Linked DNA regions of Mus musculus: region 2 is linked to region 1. Evidence: chromatin contacts called from public promoter capture Hi-C data. All regions are on one chromosome and are shown on one strand. The core of a region is the stretch at or near the end of the contact, and the rest is flanking DNA. Distances in the headings are between cores, read along the strand shown.

Region 1 (7,515 bases), core at 2,280-4,779:
GTGTGTGTGTGTGTGTGTGTGTGTGTGTGAGATGTTTGTGTGTGTTTATCATCGCTGACTGGATCAATTTTTGATATACTGTTGTTCGATTGCAGTACTCAAGGTAATAGAGTCTTTTGGTACCATAAAGAGGGCTGTGAAATGATTATAAATTGCTAGAAGCTGGTCTGACCAAATCTTATTAAGTAGGAGAGATCCCTCGGAGTAGGCACTTGCATGCTGCCAAATTACAGCACTCCACTGTCAAAATGCATCCAGTAGCCACATACATGTGACCGTTGCCACCTGAAATGTTATGTACACAGTAGATTTTAAAGACTAATTATAGAAAAAGGATACAAAATTCTCAGTTTTTAATATTGATTATACATAGATGTGAACTTTCAGTGTTTCATTAAACAAAGTATATTAAAATTAGATTGTGGACTTGTAACCAGAGTCCTGGGGAAGTGTCAGACAGACAGACAGACACAGTCAGTCAGTCAGTTAGTTCCCAGGGTCTCATCAACCAGCCAGCCTAAGCAAAGCAGTAAGTTCTGAGTTCAGTGAGAGACTCTGCCTCACAGATAATTAAATAAGTAAGGCAGATAAGCCATTGAGGACAGACATCCTCGAGTTAACCTCTGCCCACCTGCCTCACCTGCACACTCATCATACATTGCACCCTGAACCTCATGTAAACTAAGCAATTATTTTTGCTTTTCTTTAAAAATGGGACTCTATACGACAGATTAATTAGCCTTGAACTTATGATGCTACTGCAACCTCCCAAGTGTTGTAAGCACACATCACCTTCCACAGCAGGCCTCCCTGTTGACGATTGCTATACCTACTAGAAAGCGCCACATCATACTTGTGCTGAACACTTGTGCTCCCACAAAGGAAAGGCTCCATGCTGTGCTCCTTCCAGGTGGGAGCTGGCAGAAATCTGGGAAAGGCTTCCTCAGTTTCTCTAGCTTCAAGAACGCCAGCCGACATGTTTGGCTGGCTTGTGTAACAAGTGCTGTTTCTGTTTTGGAGGAGTTTAACTTGCTGTTACTGCCTCGTTCTGTAATTTTCTCAGGGTAAGGTTAGAAACAGGAAGTGGTCGTTCTATTCTGATGGGTGTTTGCTGAGTCTTGTCCACCCTTCTTGAAAACAGGTGACAAAAATAAATTTATAGCTACTGTCTTCGTTCATATTGCTACAACAAACACCATCACCAAAACCCAAAACACATTATATTTTCATTTTCTCTGTGCTCTGGTATGAAGCACCGTGCAGTAGGTAAAGGAGCCTCTTGCTCAAAGTTCCCTGCTGCTTAGGATCCTTGTATTGCTTTCCTCCAGGCTACCTGCTACCCCATTGGGTACCTGGTGAGTACCTCAGACATCAATGAAGTTTTCTTTTTAAAAATTTAATTGAGGAAAATTATGTGACCATGTATAACATGTTTTAAAAGAGTATTAAAGAGCAGCTAAACTATTTACATGTGCCTTACCTATTTTACACACGTTTTAAAACAAAACTTATTTTATTTCTTGAGATGGGGGTCTCACTATATAACCCTGGCTGACCTGGAACTAACTCTGTAGACCAGGCTGGCCTTGAACTCACAGAGATTCTCTTGCCTTGTCTCCCACCACCCAGCTATCGGCTTACTTTTTGTGGTGAGAACACTACAGTTGGATGTTTTCAAGAGAGACTTCAGGTTACTGACAGCCTTTTGAGCAGTGTGGAACATCAGAAGCTTGGGAAAGAGTGGCCTTCTCATGTTGAAACATCACTGAAAGCTCTTCAGACGCTTTCAGGAAAACACAGGAAGAGTCTCTTCTAAGTGCCAGGAATATCACATCTTAAGCTTCAGAGATCAACCATATAAGATCCATCCCATATACAACCACCAAACCCAGACACTATTGCATATGCCAGAAAGATTTTGCTGACAGGACCCTGATATAGCTGTCTCTTGTGAGGCTATGCCAGTGCCTGGCAAATACAGAAGTGGATGCTCACAGTCGTCTATTGGATGGATCACAGGGCCCCCAATGAAGGAGCTAGAGAAAGTACCCAAGGAGCTGAAGGGGTCTGTAACCCTATAGGTGGAACAACAATATGAACTAACCAGTACCCCCAGAGCTTGTGTCTCTAGCTGCGTATGTATCAGAAGATGGCCTAGTCAGCCATCAATGGGAGGAGAGGCCCTTGGTCTTACAAAGATCATATGCCCCACTACAGGAGAATGCCAGGGCCAGGAAGTGGGAGTGGGTGGGTTGGGGAGTGGAGTGGAGTGGGGTGGGGTGGGGGTGGGGGTGGGAAGGGTATAGGGGACTTTGGAGATAGCATTTGAAATGTAAATGAAGAAAATATTTAATAAAAAAAGAAAGAAAAATGAGAAGCTACCTCAAAAGAAAGAGAGAGAGAAAGAGAGAGAGGAAGGAAGGAAGGAAGGAAGAAAGAAAGCAAGCAAGCAAGCAAGCAAGCCTTCTTTACAGACAGTGTTGAAGTAAGACAAAGGGGTAGAATAAGTGTACTGAGTGGATAAGCCTTGCATTAATCCTAGGCCATGTCTTAATGGCAATGTCCTTGACATTGCCGCACCGAGACTGAGCAAGTGGAAATGTCAGAGTGCTGGCATGTTAGCTGCTAAGTTAGACTGCTTGTGACTGTGATCTGCGCGCTGTGCAGGGCTGGATGCTGCCTTTGCTCCCAACTGCTGTTCTCACTTAGGTTCAAGTACCTGTTACTGACTTTGGAAAAACACAAGGAGGAAGAGAAATATTGAAAAGTAGCTCAGGGCTGGAGAGGGTTATGTTTAAAGAGCAGAGCACGGCCAGGACGAGTGCTGTGCATCTGTAGTCTCAGCGTTTGCCAGCTGAGGCAGGAGGATTGAGGATTTGTGGCCTACATGGGTTTCAGAGTGACTTTGAAGAGAGGTGGGGTGGGGAGCACAGAGTGCAGGAAGTACGAAGTATAGAAGTGTGTTTCCGACTAGGTGGTGGGGATCCCGTTTTCCTGAGTCTCCCAGTATCCTACCTGGGTACCTGTAGGGAGTTGTAGCGTCTGAGATGAGCAGCTTCTGTAATTGTCTGCCTAGTCTGCCTCGCTCGCCTCCATGACTGAGATCATGGCAGGTTTAAATGCGTGTTGCTTATGCTCTTATGCTACATATGTTGTTGTTTTATATTGTTTATTATTTATCTGAAGTATCATCTACCTGAAATTTCATCAAGAGGAAAGGAATATGCACCATAGAGCATCCATATTATGGTTAAGAGAAGTAAGAGTTAACTGAGCAGCCAAACTAACTGGGACTAACGTGGCACTCATCCCTCAGCTTTATAACGAGGCAGTAGCCTCCTTGTGGGTGGGGGAGGGGAGTGTGAACTCAGTGACTTTCCTAATTCAGTCACTCATCCCTTTAACCCCTGTAAAATTGATTTGCTTTTGTAGGTCAATTATATAATGTTTGTGTGCATGGTGTTGTTCCAAGTGAAAAGCTCTGGTGAATGGCTATTTTGGAAGAAAAGATTGGGATATATTCATAGTAATAAGCTTGGTTTGCATTTCTGGGTGACTCATGATCTTCAGCTTCTAACCAAGTTAGTGAAGGGTTGCTATAACTACCAGATGGCAGGCTTTCCTAATCCAGTGTTAGATGCCAACAGGCTAATAACAGAATAGATGTATGCAGAGTGCACAGATTGGAGTATTATTTAAACTGCTCATCTAGTTGAAACTGCACATTTAAAGGAGGTATAAATGCATTTGTGTATGATACAATTGTTTGGTTTTCAGGACAGTCTCTGAATGCATTTGTAGTGGGTATTTTATGTAAAATGCTTTGTGTCTAAGGGGTATTTTGCCAAGTGCCAGTCTAAAATTTACTTGGGCTCCATCCAGCTGGCAGGTCAGATGTGCTCAGTTCCGGAGAATGGATTCATAGTGGAAGCAGTGTTCGTGCAGTGCAATTACTTTAAAATTAGTTGGTTTATAATTAAAAATTTTCAACTGCTATATTAAAACTACACAGCATAGACATTAAATATCTAGCAGAAATACTTCATGCTCATGTTGTATTCTTAGAACATTTAGAAGCTTTACAGAAAAACCCACGGAAACAAACTCATGAGCTGCCCTCAGTTGATTTTAATGTCCACTTTGAGTTCCTAGGGTAATGGATGGCTTCTACGACTCTGTGAACAAGACGGATGCCGAAGTGCCGACGGCGTAGGCCTAGTGCATAGGACGAGGAGCTGTGTTTCTGTGTAGGGAAAGCTGTAGTCGTGTTCTTTAAGGGAAGCAGGTAGTTAAGTACTGGATACCACTTGGTACAGGTGAAACGGGTCCCAGATGAGGGATTTGCCACTGTAGCCTCAACACCGTGAGGTGAGCTCTGCAGAGGGCAGGAGTGCACTGCCATGGTTCCATGTTATTCCCAGAGGACCATCTCCCACCGCCTGTCCTGTGTGTGCCTCCTTAGTGTAGAGGTTTCTCAGCAGAGTACTTCCAGGCATGCTGGGAAAACTGCTTTCCTGCACCTTCTTTGAAAGGTTCACAATGCACCTTAGCATAGTGCAGACTGAGATGTGTGCTCACGGGTGGTGTTTTCTTCAGTGACTACAGCACAAAAATGAACAGCCCCCATAGTGGCGTCTCCATAGTGGAGCTCTCATTTCTGGACATGTGTTGGAGAAACAGGCTGTTCAGCTTCCAGGTTTCCAGGTTTCAGGGGTTGCTTTTGTGATTACTCTTTTCCTTGAAAGTTCACACAAAAGATATAGTTGTTAGTTACATCAGCATTTCTGAGGCCATTTTACATACAAATATTAATTTATTTTCTGTGAAATGTAGATTCTACAGAGAATGCCTTGGATTACTATATATTGTGTATAATATGTCCTCATTTGGATGTATTTTGATGCTTTTTATAAATAAAGTTTTCCTTTAGCTGAAATACAACATTTTCTTCTGATCATGTAATTTTCTTAACAAGCTACTTCACAAAATTTTATATATATCGGGCAGTGGTGGTGCATGCCTTTAATCCCAGCACTTGGGAGGCAGAGGCAGGGAGATTTCTGAGTTCGAGGACAGCCAGGGCTACACAGAGAAACCCTGTCTCGAAAAAACAAAACAAAACAAAAAACAAAAACAAAAAAATATATATATCATAGGATAAAATGTAACTATTTTAATTTTAATGATTACATTAAGGTATGGTAATGTTATTTAAACTAGACTGGTTGTTTTTTTGTTGGTTATTATGTTTATTTACATTTCTAATCTTATCTCCCTTCCCAGTTTCCCTTCCACAAACCCCCTATCCTGGCCCCCTCCCCATTCTTCTGTGAGTATGCTCTCCCACACACCCACTCACTCCAGCCTCACTGCCCTAGCACTTCCCTACTTTGGGGCATCTAGCCTCCACAGAACCAAGGGCATCCCCTCCCACTAATGACAGATAAGGCAGTCCTCTGCTACATAAGCAGCTGGAGCCATGGGTCCCTCCATAGGTGCTCGTTGGTTGGTGATTTAGTCCCTAGCTCTGGGGAGGGGGTCTGGTTGGTTGATACTGTTGTTCTTCCTATGGGGATGCACATCCCTTCACCTCCTTCAGTCCTTCCCCTACCTCTTCCATTGGGGTCCCCAGGCTCAGTGCAATGGTTGGCTGTGAGCATCCACATCTGTATTGGTCAGGCTCTGGCAGAGCCTCTCAGAGGACAGCCATACCAGGCTCCTGTCAGCAAGCACTTCTTGGCATCCACAATACTGTCTGGGTTTGGTGATTGTATATGGATGGATCCCTAGGTGGAGCAGTCTCTGGATGGCCTTTCCTTCCGTCTCTGCTCTAATCTTTGCTCTACGTTTATTTCCTTTAGATAGGAAAAATTCTGTGTTAGGATTGTTGTATTTTGAATTGAAAGGAAAATGAAAGATTAGAGTGTTCCAAAATACTGCTTTATAATCAATTACATTGAGTGAGGTTTTGAAGTTCTTTCTAGACAATGGACTCTAAAGGATGTTCAAATTACATATACATACCAAAGCTTATTATGTAGAGTCTCTATCCTGAGTATGTATATACATCAAAGATTTTATGAATTTTGCTTTCCATGAATTCCTTAAGAGTGATATATTAAGGGTTTTTGTTGTTGTTGTTGGTAGTGGCGATGGTCGGTTGGTTTTAACAGCTAAATTTGGATCCTGAATCATTTCAGGGTTGAAACTTGTGTCATTTTGTGAGTAATAGAAAATCCTAAGTATAGATAAGCTAAGGGTAAACCAGCGTATAAAGTAAGTAGGTTAAAAACAAGCCTCTCTGTCAGCTTTTGAGACGTGTGGTTTATAACCAGCTTCCTAACAGAAAAGATTATCCACCACACCAAATACTGAGATGGTGTCTCATTTTCATTGTATTTAGAAAATTGTGTATGTGGCCTTGGCTTACATTTGCTGAATAACTAAAACTGGTGTTTTAATGCAAGGCAGCATTAGGACTAAGCCCTCAGACACTGAGGAGAACGTTGAGGGCAGCAGCCTTTCTTCCTGAGATGTCAGGGCTTTCTGTAGTTATGGTGGTGTCCCTTAGGTGATCGTCCACACTGTCGCGTTTGTTCAGTGTGTCCATCATTTCTCTCTGCACCCCAAGGTGCTGCATCTTCATTAAGGTGCCTCCCATCTGATCTCCAACTCCACCCACCAGCAGTCCATGCTTTAAGGGAATTGTAGGCTATAAGGGAGTTAGCTTACACACACACACACACACACACACAGACACCAACACACACACGTCTTGAGAACTGTCTGGTACACACTCTCCACCCCATTTAAAGCCAAATTATTTGTCTTTATGGATTCTGCCTATTCAAGTCTTGTCACATAATAAGTTTCTCACTCCCCACCCCCATGCTGGGAAATGACTGTTTTTTGTGCCAGAGCTTTTTAGTGTTCTTATTTTTGCTTTTGCTCCTGTGTTTTTGGTTCTTCCCCTTCCCCCTCCTGTTTGTTGGTTTTCTTATGCTTTCTTTCAGTAGTTTCATAGTTTTCATAGTCTCAGAATCATTAATCCAGTTTTAGCTGTTTGTTTTGTTTTTAAGTTGGTAAAGCAGAGTCAGGTTTCATTCCATCTGCTGTCCAGAGTCCTTAAGACGCAGCTTCTGTCTTTCCTGGAGCCATTGAAGGGATGCAGAGAGGATGAAATCCACGTGGTTTTCCTTTAATAGCCCAGTCTTGCACACGTCCATCATGTGCTGTCCTTGATGGTGATGTGTGAAAAGACGGTGAGTGTAGAGAGTGGAACGCTGGGGCCACCATAGAACTTCCTGACTTCAAATATTGATGCTGTCAGTGAAGACTGATCTAACCACCATGAAGACATCCTCTGAGTGTGTCTGTGCAGGTGTGTCTAGGAGAATTGAGCTGAGGAGGGAATACCTGGCTGGTCAGCATCATCTTAGGGACATGGGCCTTAGACTAAGTAAAATAAGAAAGTGATCTAGCACCATTTTGTCCTTCCTGTTCATGACTCTGGAC
Region 2 (7,515 bases), core at 2,357-4,856, 190 kb after region 1:
GTTCTCTGTTCGGAAGTCTTTGGTAGAGACTGTTTATTTGAAGTGGCTTAGTCCCTGGCACTGATGGGCTGCTCAAGGCAGTTACAAACCGACCCCAGCAAGCGCTTACCAAGCACTGGTCTCTGCTAGTCTCTAGAGAGAGACCAGAAGCCCTGGGTCCCACTCTGGATTATAACCTAACTAGGTAGAAAACAAAGATATTATTACAAAGCCCCTCTAAAGAGTATAATTACACGCTGGGCTGTGTGTGTAGCAGACGGGAGTTACGGTAAATTGATCGTGGGGGGCTCTTGTGGATAAAAGCTGGTGTACACAGCATAGTCGTACATGTTTATTTCTGTGATCTGCGTGGTACTCCAGGGGTGGAGGTTTCAGTTTGTTTGTTTGAATTCAAGTGTAGTGTGCCACTTGCTCTGAGGTGAAGTCAAACCACCCCGCATGGATAAGATAGGTAGGTGCCTGAGTATTGTCAGAGAATGTGATGCAACTTGGTTTTCTTCCTTTCTCTTACAGTTGTTTCCCAGCTGTATCTGTAACAACTAAAATGCAGTCTTTGTTTTTCACACAGGGCCTAACTATGTAGCCAACGGCGGCCTTGAACTCGTCATTCTCGTGCCTCAGTTTCCCAGGTTCTGGGATTATAATTTATTAATTTTCACTTTTATGTGCGTTGGTGTTTTGGCTGCACATATGTGTGTGAGGCTGTCAGATCCCCTGGAACTGGAGCCACAGACAGTTGTGAGCTGCCACGTGGGTGCTGGGAACTGAACACAGTCCTCTGGAAGGACAGCCAGTGCACTTGAACTGAGTCATCTCTCCAGCCTCCTGAGTTCTGGAATTAAAGATGCTACCATCACACCATGTTTGAATAGTCTAATTTTTTAAACTGAAAATAATTTAATGTCATATAGTGTATTCTGGTTATGGTTTTCCCTCCCTCATCTTGTCCCAGGTCCTCCCCACTTTCCCAATCCCATGCCTTCCCCCCCTTTCTTAAGAAAACAGGCAAACAGATAAAAACAGGGGGAAAGAAACAGCACAGGAATGTATCGACAGACACACACACTCACATACACCCTCACACAGACAAACACACTCTCACACACACTCAGGCAAATACACACACACACTCACACACACAAACACACTCACACACACAAACACAGACTCACATACACATTCACACAGACAAACACACTCACACAGACTCAGACAAACACTCACATACACACTCACACATATCCACGCACCATATAGAATGTTTTACTTTCCAATATATTGATCCTGAAGTGATTAGAACAAGTCTGGCTCATTTAAAAGATACTAAAACTACAAGAGAAAGATTCAGATTTCCTAATCTGGAAATGCAAAGGCTAAATCAAAATATGTGTGTAATTTGTAAATTGTCAAAGAACATTGTTTGCTTGTTTGTTTGTTTGTTTTCACCGAAACCTTGACTAGAATTCAGGAAACTTTAAAGCCTAAAGGAGAAGTTTTCGTTTTTGTTTAAAGGGCAGTCCTACCTAAATCAGGGTATGTTAACTATAAAGGGTCTTACTGCCACAAGTAAAAACAGTTTCAAATCCAATTTTAAAAAAGATTTATTCATTTTATGTATATGAGTACACTGTAGCTGTCTTCACACACACCAGAAGAGGGCATCAGATCCCATTACCATGTGGTTGCTGGGATTTGAACTCAGGACCTCTGGAAGAGCAGTAAGTGCTCTTAACTGCTGAACCATCTCTCCAGCCCTTAAATCCATTTTTAAACAGTGTTTGGGGGCTTTATAAGAAGATAGGAGATATGTGTAATGTTTGGGTCGTGGCCAGCTCAGAAGCACTCCGAGATGTCCCATGCGTTGGTGCCATCAACAAGCACCAAGGTCTTGGACGTTTGGACCGTTGCTGGGACAAGGATCATTGCTAGGACGAGGATCATAATGTCCATGTGTCTTTACACTTTTGGTTCATTTTAGTCTAGCACAGTTCACAATTATCCCTTTATAGAATGGCTTGTATTTTGCAAAGCTGTATTAAAAAAAATTAGTCTCTTCCAATTAAGTTTTTTTCTTCAATTAGAAATTCCACCTTTGCGGGTCAGACATAGCCAGGTTAGGTTGGGCTGAGTGAACTGCAAAGCAAAGGCTCTCCTCTTAGAGCAGCTGGAAGCTAAGGCTCTCTGGAAAGCACTGAAATATATTGTTCTATGTCACTGAGTCACCTGCGGAGGGAACATGGCTTTCTTGACTTACAAGGTTAAATTCTGGGGTTTTAAAAGAAAAACCAGATAAATAAATATTGAGTATTACCTTTCACCATTTCAAAGGATCCTGCATATATCTTTGAAGATAAGAGATGTTGGTGACCCCCAATGCTCTTTGGGGATTTCTGATCCTACAGTCTTAGAAAGGAAATATAAACAGATTCGGCAAACACAATCTCTAAACCCTACTGGCTGCTTCAGTTGGAACAACAGTTTATATTTCTTGTTGTTTTGGTGTATGTAGCCCAGAGGGTCATATCACCTCCCATGATGAATGGTGAGGATCTTGACTGGCTGCCTCTAACAAACAGAGCAACTGTCCTTCAACTTGGCTTTTCCTTTTCTCAAACCCATAGAATTACATCCATTTTTCTATATTGTTCTTCAGAGCTCTTGATGTAATCAAAGTGTACGATCATTAGTTGTCGATGAAAAAGAAAGTCTTCCTCATAAAGCAAACTGTATGGAAAATTAACAGCGTTGACCTGAGAATGGAGTGCAGGCGGGGTTGTCAGTTCTTCATTTCACATTCCCTGAGGAATCCAACTAAGATTCAGACAGATGTACACACACACACACACACACACACACACACACACACACACACACACGGGCGGGGGGGATATGAATGTGTATGTTACAATGGTGTGCTTTGACTCAAATCCTTAGGTCATTGAACACCTTCCTCCTTTCTGAAAAAGTTCTTTACTGTTTTGTTTTTACACAAACGGTTTCTCTGCTTTGTTGACTGTCCTTTAACTCACTCTGTAGACCAGGCTGGCCTCGAACTCAGAGATCCCCCTGCCACTGCCTCCTGAGTGCTGGGATCAAAGGCGTTCACTGCCAGGCTGGGCTTAACCAAGCAGTGCTCCCTCCAGACTGTTGCCAGGTGCTCTGCAATGCTAGGCTGACCTCAGAAGAAATTCAGAAAGAACTTTTCATTTGGGCTCTTTGTGGTTAGGAACACAGGACAATGAAAGATAAAACTGACAGAGTTAAGTAATTAGAAGTGAGGCAATATATCAGAGCATCAGTTCTGTGTCGGTACCAAGGCTGCGTGTGGCATAGCCTACATTCTGTGTCTTCTACTTTCCCAGAGGTTCTAAATGGAAGGTTAACGTTCTAAGTGTGTGAAGCAAACACATTGGCCAACATTTGTTCTGTGTTGTCCTTTTCCTGCCCCAAATTTCATCACCCCTCCCCCTCCCCCCAACAAAATCACATTTTGATTTGGGGAAAATGACAATAAAATGGATCTTTACAAATGATCCCTAGCTAGCGTGACTGAGCTGGCCGGTGTCCAGCAGTGTCAGAGCGTTTGCCATCTGCTGAGGAGCAGGCTCGGCTCCCGCTGTCTGTCGGTCTGCGCTCCCCCTCTCCGCTCGCTCTTTCTCAGTGCAGACCCAACATTGACATTTTCAGAATGCACGAGTTCCCTGGCTTGTGTGTGTTCACACGGGCCAACTCCTGCATTTATACGCGCCTCAAAATGAGTGGTTACGGCCAGCACACCTAAGAAGTGGGGCCGTTTTTAAGTATACGGGTTTCTGTTTTCATTTCTAGCTTCTAAACAGTCAAATTATAAAGCAGTCCTCAAGGCTGTTTGTGCTGTGTAGGTTTACCACTTTATTGAGATCAGTTAGAGCTTCATTTCTCTGTCATCCTAATAGTAATTTGAAACAATAAAACACTTCCACCTGGCTCTAGATTGGAGCAGTGGCGGAGAGGTAAGACATAAGCTTGTGTGGAAGAGATTTCACTCTTGCACGCGTGTCCTGTCTGAAAAGAAGACAGAGCCTCATGGCGGCTCATCTCTGTGTCTCCCATCTGACTTGCCAGCACGTAGGAAGTCTGTTTTGGTTTCAAAATGTACTTTACCCCATGGTTGCTGGCAGGGCACAATGCTATTGACATCACTGTGTTTCAAATAGAAAATTAACAAGTAGCTACTGTTGTGACTGCAGATTGCTTTCCCAGCCCTTGTGAGAGAATGCTTTTTCCTTTGGACAGTAATACTTCTCAGCCCCTTGGTACCATTAAATCAGCCAATGCGGGCTGCCAGGAAAGGGATGAACACCGACAAAAAAGGCCGAAGAATGGAAAACTGTTAATAAGGCAGAAATCTTTAATCTGTTTCCAAACTGATGTGAAAGATAATTAAAAAAAAAATTGTCTCCCACCCACAGCTAAGTTTTGACAGTAGTCCAGGTCCAGAGCCGATCTCTCCCGAGAGGAGTCTCCTTTCCCTCCACCCAGATCCCTGGAGAGTTGCCAAAAGAAAATAAGCTATTTTGTATTTAGAACAAATTGCCACTGTTTTCTGCAGAGATGTAGCCCTATTTCCCAGACCTTGAAACCTGGAATACAGAAAGTTCTTGTGTGACTGAAGAAATATGCTGAATGAATGATGAAGCTCGGGTTTGTTTTTATTTAAAGAAAAGAAAGGGGGGGGGACCCAACAGCAACCCCAAATCCTTATAAACAGATAAGAGGGGATGCGTGCACAGAAACCAGATTTAGCTCAAAATGCACGTGAGTGAGCAGTCTGTGAGAAGTCGCTCTGGAGGCTCCTGGTTGGAGATCCAGTGAAGAGCATTGGCTTCTAGAACAAGATCTTTTTATTTTTCTTTTTTCTTTTTTTATTGGGTATTTATTTCATTTACATTTCCAATGCTATCCCAAAAGTCCCCCACGCGCTCCCCCACCCACTCCCACTTCTTGGCCCTGTTGTTCCCCCGTACTGAGGCATATAAAGTTAGAACAAGATCTTAATGAATTTTCCCCCCCAAATGAGTCAGGCTGTCTAAAGTGTAAAGCCTCGAGCCCGGCATGGTGGTTCAAGTCTGTAAACCAAGCTGCGGGGTGGTGGGGAAGGGAAGAGGGTGAGTTTCAGGCCAGCCTTGGCTGCGTGAGAGTCCCAGTTTAAACAAACAAAAGTTATTTTACTTTAGAGATGAATACAGAACGTTAAAAAAAGTAATGGTTTGCGGGTTCTCCCTGCTACCCTTGTGAACCCCACGTAAAGATAAGAATATCTGAGTGTGATGATGCACGCCCACAGGCAGGTGGATCTCAGAGTTCGAGACCAGCCTGGTCTGCAGAGTGAGTTCCAAGACAGGAGGCTATGTAGAGAGTCCCTGTGTCAAACAAAACAAAACAAAACAAAAATAAAATGATAAAAGGCAAGATTAAAGCTATGGGGCGGGGGTGGGGGGTTGTTTTTTTTTCCCCTCCTCTGCATCACTAAATACGATTTTTTTAGGCTTCCCTCTTATGCCTGGGTTTCTAAGCTGTTTGTTTTTCTATTTTCCCCTTCATGGTTGCCTTCTTGCCATTATAATTGTTACTACGGCTTGGACTTAAAATTCTTTAAAATGTGTTGTTTTCATCTTCCCTGTGTGAGTGTTTTGCTTGCACGTGTGTCTGTGCACCGCCTGCAGGCCTGGAGCCCGTGGAGCGGGTGCTCATAATAGTTACCCCACAAGCCATCTCTCCAGCCCTTGAACTTAAAATTTTAAAGTTAAAAATTAATTCTCTGCTTTCTAGAAGCTAAAAAGTCACAAACTTGAAATTGACCAAAAATGGTCTTTAACAAACTTTTTAATTTCTAAATTTCATTTGACAGTGTTGTGCTAGTCCATTATCATCATAAATACTTTGTTCGTGGGTGCAGCTTTTAAAGTGTGTGTATAAGGGGAAGGGGGAGAGGGGGGCTATATGAATGAATATGAATATATAAATGTGGGAGCCTGTGGTAATCAGAAGGGAGCATGGGTTCCCCTTGGAGCTGAGGATAATATTTGTGAACTACCCAGTGTAGGTGCTGGGATCTGAACCCGTGGTCCTCCCATAGAGCAGTAAGCCCTCCTGACTGCTGAACATATCCCCATCCTGTCAGGAGAGCCATTCTTCTTTTCTTTTCTTTTATTTCTTTTCTTTTCTTTTCTTTTATTTCTTTTCTTTTCTTTTCTTTTCTTTTCTTTTCTTTCTTTCTGTTTTTTATTTTTTATTTTATTTTTTTTTTGTTTCTGTTACGCAGGGTTTCTCTGCGTAACCGTCTTGGCTGTCCTGGAACTCACTCTGTAGACCTGACTGTCCTCCAACTCACAGAGTGAGTTGTGTGTCCTGCCTCTGTGTCCTGAGTACTGGGACTATAAAAGGCGTGCACCACAGTGCCTGGCTGGGCGAGACAGCAATCTAATCAGGAGTTCAGTTGAAGACTGTCAGTTTCTCATAGTTTTTTTCTGGTAGATCACACCATTACATACACTGGTGTTTATAATCGCAGCAGATTCAGAGTAACACCACGTTCAGGGTTCTGACACTCAGAAACCGGCCTCACAAATGTGATCCTAACATATGATAAGACTGTTGAGAGACACCAGCATTGATTATCAGATCAGCGTTGGCAAGCCAGAGAGTTCCAGATAGATGCGTATACAAACCATTCTATTTCTTGTCCTTTCGGTGTGCTCATTCTGTTGAATACTGGAAAAAAAATGTAAATAATAAAGTATAATCTTAACCTCAACTAGTTATAATGTGATTGGGGCTGGGAAGGTGGCTTCATGGTTAAGAGAACTGCTGACCCTGCAGAGGACTGGGTTCCATTTCCTGCATTCTTGTGATCTATGGCAGGATGCTCTATGACTCCAGACCCAGGAAATGCAGTGCCACCTCCTGGCCTCTATGGGCATTGCACTCACATGGTGGTACACCTACATACATGCAGGCAGCATGCGCACAGGGTACATCCTTTAAAAAAATACAATGTAATTACTATAGCCATAGTACTCATTACCTGAAGGCATGTGTAAAGGAAGGTCACATGAAGGACACGTTAGTTGGACAGGACTGAAAATGATAACAGTTGGCTAGGTGTGCTGGCACACTCCTGAAATCCCAGTATTTGGGAAAGGACGGAGTGAGAGGGGCCAGGCTGGTTTTACATAGCAAGATTTCAAAGACAAAATTGAATTAATTTGTCAGCATTGGGATGCTGGAGATAAGGGCGTTCTGTAGAATGGGCACACACACATTCATGCTCACAGTCTCAGACACACTCTCACACACCATCAGTCACACACACACACACACACACACACACACACCCTGTCTCTTCCTCCTATCCTCTTGACCCTACTCCCCTGTCTTGTCAGCATTCCCGTCTGTTTCGAGTCTTGGGGATCCGTAATCTCAGCCTTGAGCCAAAAACGGCTTTCTTAAGTCCAAAACTCCAGCCCAGCAGCT

The links. Promoter capture Hi-C pulls out the DNA fragments that hold promoters and counts their contacts.
Region 2: a contact with region 1 is called in a promoter capture Hi-C map of hippocampal neurons, with 3 times the contacts expected there. The contact joins two enhancer-like sites. A contact is called at or near these places in 9 of 39 promoter capture datasets (the HPC-7 cell line, cranial neural crest, embryonic stem cells and 6 more), 8 of 484 Hi-C or Micro-C datasets (cardiomyocytes, cortical neurons, cranial neural crest and 5 more), 2 of 115 datasets of contacts at active chromatin or transcription factors (CD8 T cells and forebrain) and 2 of 9 other capture datasets (adipose tissue and liver).

The regions. Positions count from the first base shown.
Region 1 is chr19:53,162,177-53,169,691 of GRCm38.p6, forward strand. All of the region lies in intron 1 of Add3 (adducin 3 (gamma)), which reads left to right. Among named protein-coding and RNA genes, the nearest start is that of Add3, 23 kb to the left of the region's middle. Within about 2 kb of position 3,530, at least 35 of the 459 cell types and tissues checked have an H3K27ac peak or open chromatin away from gene starts, as enhancers often do. A contact at or near this core is called in cortical neurons, forebrain, hippocampal neurons and 1 more, where this site is marked.
Region 2 is chr19:53,356,220-53,363,734 of GRCm38.p6, forward strand. The region is part of intron 3 of Mxi1 (MAX interactor 1, dimerization protein); the gene reads left to right. Among named protein-coding and RNA genes, the nearest start is that of Smndc1, 31 kb to the right of the region's middle. Within about 2 kb of position 3,607, at least 75 of the 459 cell types and tissues checked have an H3K27ac peak or open chromatin away from gene starts, as enhancers often do. A contact at or near this core is called in cortical neurons, forebrain, hippocampal neurons and 1 more, where this site is marked.